Linked DNA regions of Zea mays: region 1 is linked to region 2. Evidence: chromatin contacts called from public Hi-C data. All regions are on one chromosome and are shown on one strand. The core of a region is the stretch at or near the end of the contact, and the rest is flanking DNA. Distances in the headings are between cores, read along the strand shown.

What was found. A called contact is a pair of places that touch in the nucleus more often than the background predicts.
Region 1: a contact with region 2 is called in a Hi-C map of leaf, with 4 times the contacts expected there. The contact joins the promoter of LOC100501518 here to the promoter of LOC100384464 in region 2. A contact is called at or near these places in 4 of 25 Hi-C or Micro-C datasets (ear, leaf, root tip and 1 more).

The regions. Positions count from the first base shown.
Region 1 is chr10:143,506,394-143,510,331 of Zm-B73-REFERENCE-NAM-5.0, forward strand. It overlaps LOC100501518, which reads left to right and starts at 2,462. Exons shown (of 3, transcript NM_001357710.1): 1 at 2,462-3,168; 2 at 3,298-3,423; 3 at 3,572-3,927. The coding sequence starts at 2,561. The coding sequence ends at 3,788.
Region 2 is chr10:143,201,151-143,204,594 of Zm-B73-REFERENCE-NAM-5.0, forward strand. LOC100384464 reads right to left here and starts at 1,841. Exons shown (of 2, transcript NM_001176996.1): 1 at 1,456-1,841. The coding sequence starts at 1,695.

The DNA.
Region 1 (3,938 bases), core at 1,212-3,711, 310 kb after region 2:
TGGCAATATAATTTTAGACATGATAAAGTATGGCCACCAACACTTTAGTAGCAAACTCTAATGTACCACAACTAACCTCAGACAAGTGTGTGGTTAGTAAATTAGAAGCCACACTTTTTCATGCAAAAGAAAAATGTTGTCGTACTTTCTTACTCTATAACACGTCGTCGGCAGTCGACCTCAGAAGTTTTACAAAAGCTTAATCGTCGACGAAACACATCTTGTCCTCTTGTTTGGATAGTCTGGTATTGACCTCAAAATCCACATATATTGTTGTTGGTTGGGGCGTAAATTATTTTAAGTTAGATATAGACTAAGGTAAATATAAGAGTATCTAAACAAAGTCTAAACTTGAATAAGATAGAGTATTGAAAAAGTATAAGTAACAACCAAACACCCTAAAATCTGTATTCAAATAGTGCCTTTCCTCGCTTGACCTCGGCCACCTTTCTCTTTTGTCTCACCCTTTCTCTCTGATTCAAACTCCCACCCAATCCACCATTCGACGCCCCCTCTTCTTTCTAGAAGGAGGTGAAGTTGACGTCCTCGGAATTCGATCGTCCGTTCACCCTTCCTCTGTTTCAAAATAAAGAAAAGACGCGGATATATGTATCGGGGGGAAATCAGAAGAACCAGGATCCACGCCAACGTACAGTATACTCGCTTCAGTTCCTGCTTAAAATCAGGTCCCCGTGTGAAAGAGCTCAAAGTTTGTGCGACGAATATAATATTTTTATTTTTAATCCCCCCGATTGACCTACTCCTCCGAATCGGTGCAGGATTTGTTCAGCTCATCTCCGAGTCTGAACTAAAACCATCGTCGTCAGACTGCCAGAGGCCACTGCAACTACAACCACTTTGGCTACTCTGCAACATGGCGTGATAGTTTAAGGGATCGGTGGCCTCGTCTCGTCTGTCTGTTACAACGGCAGGAGGGACACATACCTGGCGTGATCGTTTTTCCAAATATATGCAACTTGCCAAGTCTGTTGAGAAAAAAAAAAGGCACGGGAGGGAAGATATGCAAATTCGCCCCGAACCGTGGATTTTGCGGAGCCACTTGGCTAGGCTTAGAGCATCTCCAACAACGTGACCTATAAAAATATCTTATAATTTAAAAATAAGTAAATTTTATAGAATTTAGGACACCAACAAAACACTTCGCTCCAACAGTAAAGCCCTAAATCTAGATTATAGGGCAGCCCACTACGGTGTAGTATATTTGAGGCACTTGAGAAGGTGCCCTATAGTTTTTTGACAAAATTTATTGAATTGAGGCACTGTTGGAGTAGTTTTTCTTGTGTAGAGCCCTATATTTCAATTTGAGGCACTAGTTTGAGGCATTGTTGGAGATGCTCTTACATGTTATAATTGACGGTTCGGACGTGTAAACGCTTTGCCTAGCGTAGTTGTCAAACCAAATTGTATTATTCAGAATCAAGCGCGCAGATCGCCCGTCAGCTTTTTTTTGTATATATTTAAATATGAAAAGGGAGAGGGGAAAGAAAGACTCGTCCGTCCACTGCTCGCGATAGGTTAAGCGGCCCATAAGTGTCGGAGATGGTTCAACTCCTCCCGATCACGCGAGAAGATATGCCAGCTCTCTAGCACACTTCGTCAACGCGATATAAAAAAAAAGATGCATAAAGGATCCGGAGACGCGCGAAAGTTCTCAAAGCAGGCGTGCAAATTCCTCTACCCGGCCCAGACCATTAGAAAAAACAAAAAATAAGGAGATAGGAGTAGATAACAACATCTCCAAGGGACACCGCTAAAGCGAGAAATGGTGCGCCTTTTTTTTAATCATGCCCATTACTACTATTTTACTCCCTAGTTTAATTTATCGTCTAAAATACTTGTGCGCATCATTATTGCCCTCCCCCGTAGTTGACTTCGAAGCAAAGACACATATGGGTGCGATGCTGGAAATAAAGGCTTAGAAAACTGAATTTTTCTTCTTATCTCCAAAGTCCACTACCTATCTCATGGATGGCCAAGACGTCACCATCATTCACACACATACGACGTATTTGAGCATTTTACACAGAACACCCCATCTTTGTCTCAATTATTGGGGAAGCGATTCAAGAGATCTGGAGAGGCCAGGGTGTTAATATACTCCACCACGGACCAACACAACACATATGATTTTTGTTAGCTTACGAATGCTTGTTATGTTTGTTTATCAACCTTTTTTTAGTACCACTACCCGAGATCTAAAAGTGGACCTAAAAAAATCAATAATAAAGAGAGAGAGACGCCAGAACTGGCCAAAGTGGCGAAGGCGTGACCACATCGATATTTGTAGGAATCCAACGGGCTGCTCCAGAAAAAAGCAGCAGCACCCATTGACTCGCATCTTCCTCCCCCCTCCCCTGCTCAGCTCTCCCCACCATTTCCACCTATAAAGCCGGTCCGCGGCATCCCTTCCGACCTCCACCTCCTCCCTTCCCGACCCAATTCTCCTCAATCAAAGAAAGTCCCCACGCAGAGCAAGCCAAGATCTGCGCCGCGGCGAAGCAAATCAAAGCAAAGCAAAGCAAAGCACCGGCTGGCTCCCATGGCCGTGGACCTGATGGGGTGCTACGCCCCGCGCCGCGCCAACGACCAGCTCGCCATCCAGGAGGCGGCGGCGGCGGGGCTCCGCAGCCTGGAGCTCCTCGTGTCGTCGCTGTCCACGCAGGCCGCCGCGCCGCACAGGGCCGCGGCTCACCAGCTGCAGAAGCCGCCTTCGCAGCCGCCGATCGGCGAGATCGCCGACCAGGCCGTCTCCAGGTTCCGCAAGGTCATCTCCATCCTGGACCGCACCGGCCACGCCCGCTTCCGGCGCGGGCCCGTGGTCGAGGCGCCGCCACCGGTGCCTCCTCCGGCCGTCTCCGCTCCCGCTCTCCCCGTGGCGCACGTGGTGGCTCCCGTCGGCGCGGCGCAGCCCCAGAGCCTGACCCTGGACTTCACGAAGCCGAACCTGGCCGTGTCGGGCGGCGCCACGTCCGTCACCTCCACGTCCTTCTTCTCCTCGGTCACGGCCGGCGAGGGCAGCGTGTCCAAGGGCCGCAGCCTGGTGTCCTCCGGCAAGCCGCCGCTGTCCGGCCACAAGCGGAAGCCCTGCGCCGGCGCGCACTCCGAGGCCACCACCAACGGCAGCCGCTGCCACTGCTCCAAGAGAAGGTAAAATAACGCCGATGTCTCCAAGCTAATTAAAGGCTTGCTCACAAACAACAACAACACCAACAAAAGGAAGACACCACTTGTCATCTTCTAACCCTGGCCGCTGCCTTAATTGTTTTCGATTGACAGGAAAAACCGCGTGAAGAGGACCATCAGAGTGCCGGCGATCAGCGCCAAGATCGCGGACATCCCGCCGGACGAGTACTCGTGGAGGAAGTACGGCCAGAAGCCCATCAAGGGCTCCCCCTACCCACGGTAAGTCGTCTGTAAAATCCAATCTCCTCCTACGGACCTGTCGGCATCGCTCGCCCGCTCGGCGCTCGGCTCTTCTTTACCGTCGTCTCCGACTATCCGCGCCGACGAATCTGACTCTTCTCTCGCCGCCATCTGGTTTCCAATCCAGGGGCTACTACAAGTGCAGCACCGTGCGCGGGTGCCCGGCGAGGAAGCACGTGGAGCGCGCCACCGACGACCCGGCCATGCTGGTGGTGACGTACGAGGGCGAGCACCGCCACACGCCGGGCGCGCCCGCGCCCGCGCCCAGCCCCCTGGCGGCCGCGTCGCCGGTGCCCGCCTCCGCCGCCGCCGCCGTCTCCGCCGGCAACAACGGGCTTGTCTAGTCTAGAGCCTAGGATTAGCTTCTTCGTTCTTCATTTTGAGCTGATCCCCACCGCTCGATCTGACGCCCGTGTAAAAAAAAAAACAAACGAACAAGGTTGTTGTAGAAAGAAGAGGGAGAGGACACCTTCGACGAAACGACTTGGTTCTCT
Region 2 (3,444 bases), core at 591-3,090:
GCAAAGCTTGAAATTGGACCCACCACCCAACCAACCCAACAGCAGAGTTAATCTGAACCTAACATGGAACTTCCAATTTTTCATTAGCTCCTGATGAAAAAAATATAATTGATCTATTTCCTGACGTTATCATTGAGATTGGGACAAAATACGAAGTCTTTTATAACTATTGCAGCAGAAGACCAATATTACATGACTATTGTGGTCAGCAGGAACGTCGGCAATAATGTACAGCTTTTGCACATTTTTCTCTCAATAAACCTAATCAACGCATCCATGCTCTCTCTCGCACACACCTAACAGGTAGTATCATAATTTTACCACCACTCCCTCTTTTTGCCGGTGCAGGACAGATGTCGCACTCTGAGACAGTTCAAGTGCAATTTCTCAGACAAACTAACCAATGTGAAGAAAGCCTCCTTTAGGGTTCACAATGAATCCACGCTCTCAAAAAGTGAAAATCTAACTTTAACTGAACCACCAATTCTGGACAATTTGCCACTCAATTCCCCTCAAACCCTTGAGATTCCACATTGACTTTTCATGCATCATAGACTCACAATCAACAAAGATAATGGTAGGTGGATTCCCCTTTCTATCACTAGCAATAATTCACTGTACTAGATAAGTTATCCTAGTTTCTTAGAAATATTTGTGCCATGTTTTCATTTCAGAACAAAACAAAGTGGAATACACCTTTTTAAATGCCAAAACATACAAAATATAGTAACAAAAGCAAGCATTGCTTCTATGTGAAATTTGTGAAGAAAACTTGAAAACAGAAACAACAATTGGACTAAGAAAGTTTTTAAAAACCCTAATGTGCTGTAAATTAATCAGTACTCTCCCGTTCCAAATTATAAGATATTTTAGTTTTTCTACATACTTTGCTTTTACTATGTATCTAGACACGGTGTATACCTAATTACATAATAAGTGCATAACAAAAGCTATGTATTTAGAAAAGTCAAAATGTATTATCATTTGGAATGGAGGCGGTATGTACTATCCATAGATCTTAGCATTACTAATTTACTATCCACCTACTTCAAAATGTGCAATTGAAAGCATTACGTTCCAACATGTGTGGCACAATGCAAGGATAAATTCTGCAAAATCAGTTTTCTTTTCTCTACTTATCATGAACATATAAAGACTAAGATTTCTGAATGCCCTTCACTGATGGAAATGGTTGCGCAAATAATGCAGCGAAGGTGAACAAGGGGAGTTGTGGACACACTCCTAAACAACTCAAAGTGGACCTATCAAGATAGAAGACCAATTTGGGGACGCTGAGCCTAAAGACGAAGTCACGAACCAGCAATGCATATCATTTTGCCATCAACACAAGAACAATACAGCAGAACATCGTTGTCTGGTGGTCCAGAACAGACCGGCCAATCTAGCGTTACGAGACTAGGGTAGAAAGTTATCTGCCGGACGAGGGATGAATGCCTTGTAGCGGTTGACGAGGTTCTTCCACTTGCACTTGCACTGCTCGGCGGTTCGTCGGTAGCCTCGCTCCCGGAGCCGCGCCGCGACGGCCTCCCACATCGTCTTGGCGCTGCGGCGCGCCGCGACGGCCTCCCGCTCCATCTCCCTGCGCGCCACGATCAGCTCCCGTGTCTCCTGCACGCCCCACTGCGGCACCCTCTCGTCCCTTCCCCCCGCTCCCGCGCCGCCGGCCTCCATCATCTCGCCGCCCCTCCAGCCCCCGTCTCCCCAGAGGCCCAGAGCGACTTGCCCAACGCCAGCACTCCCTAACTTTCTTGCCTCGATTGCAACGGCGAGGCAGCGGCGGCGACGGGGGACAGCAGATTGCAGGCTCTGCGCCTCTGCCCTTGCTTTCTTGCCTCGATTTCCTTGCTCCCCTCGTTTTTCTTCTTGCTTCTCGCCTCTGCCTGCCTCTGCCTGCCATTACTTTTCTGCCCATTCACACAGCTCGGTCTCAGAGAACGGGGCCTGCCGCATTCACACTAGCTGTCTCCCTGCATCCATTTTGATTTCTTTTCTACTCTTTTTCATAGGGGAAAAGGGGGAAATTGACGTTGTTCATTAATGCAAGTGGGCTTTTAGCTGGACTAGACCCTACCGGGTCCGGGCCCGGTGCCGCCCAAGATAACGAGATAATATTCCCTGTCAAAACAAAGCATGTATACTCTAAGATCACTCTTAGACTATTTCTATCAGCTTACCAATCCCTATACTTATATTCAAACCCTATTTTACAAGCAGTGCACTCTACCGTACAAAACAGTTTATAAGGGTAAATTTTAGGTAATTTGCTGGAGTCCGTCTTAATAGAAGTTTCATTATAAATTTCATAAATGAATTAGTACACTATATTTATTATGAAATAGGTGAAACTAGTTTCATCAATATAAAACTATATCAACTCATTTCCAAGGTATTAAAAAGCGTTTGAAACTACCATTAAGACTAACTTATTTCATCTGCATATTTTTCATCTAAATCTATTGACTGTTTAGATGTAACATTTAAATTTTAATCACACGTTAGTCTATAAAATTATTTTATGAAACTCTTTACTGAGAAAACATATTTTATTCTATTTTTCATCTTACTCTTATTGACTGATAACATTGAAAATGGTGTGATAAAACTATCACTAAGAATGACCTAATGCACTCCCAAGAAACAACAATGCTGGGCCCAGATCAGCAACAGCTATTGGAAGTTCAACCATGGCCAATGGGTACAAATTTGCACGACAGCAAGAGCTGAAATTTCACTGGTTTCAAAAAAGAAAATCCCATTCAAGACAATATGGGATGGACAATATAAATTTGTTCTTATATTAGACTAGGCTAGCTTGCTACTGTACCCACTACCAACCCTGCCGGATGAAGCTGGTCATCACGCGGTGGCTTCTGTAGAGAGGCACATGGTGCTTTCTACAGGCTGGGGAAGTTGGAGCTTCCAGTCTGTTGACGCCTTTTCGGAGCGCCAAATACTCAAGAAGAACCGACGGCGGTGGTCTCTAGTCAGGCGCGAACGGTCCGCGGCCTGGGGCCGGATAGTCCGCGACCTGGCGCAGGGGCTAGGGTTTCCTGCCTGACGGCCGGACGGTCCGCGCCCTGGGGCCGGACGGTCCGCGCGTGCGCAGGGGCAGCGGAAGATCGCCGGCGGCGCCTGGATCTCGCTCCCGGGAGGGACCCCGTCGGGGAGAAGAGATCCTAGGTGTTGTCTAGGCTCGGGTCGGCCGACCTAGACTCCTCTAATCGGCATAGAGTCGAAGAGAGGCGAAGAATTTGGGGATCGAGAGGCTAAACTAGAACTAGACTAGAACTACTCCTAATTGTACTGGAAATAAATGCGAATAGAAGTTGTATTGATTCGATTGATGATTACAAATCAGCCGTAGACCTCTCTTTTTGAAAGTTGCCTAGAGGGGGGGTGAATAGGCAAGTTAAAACTTTTTCA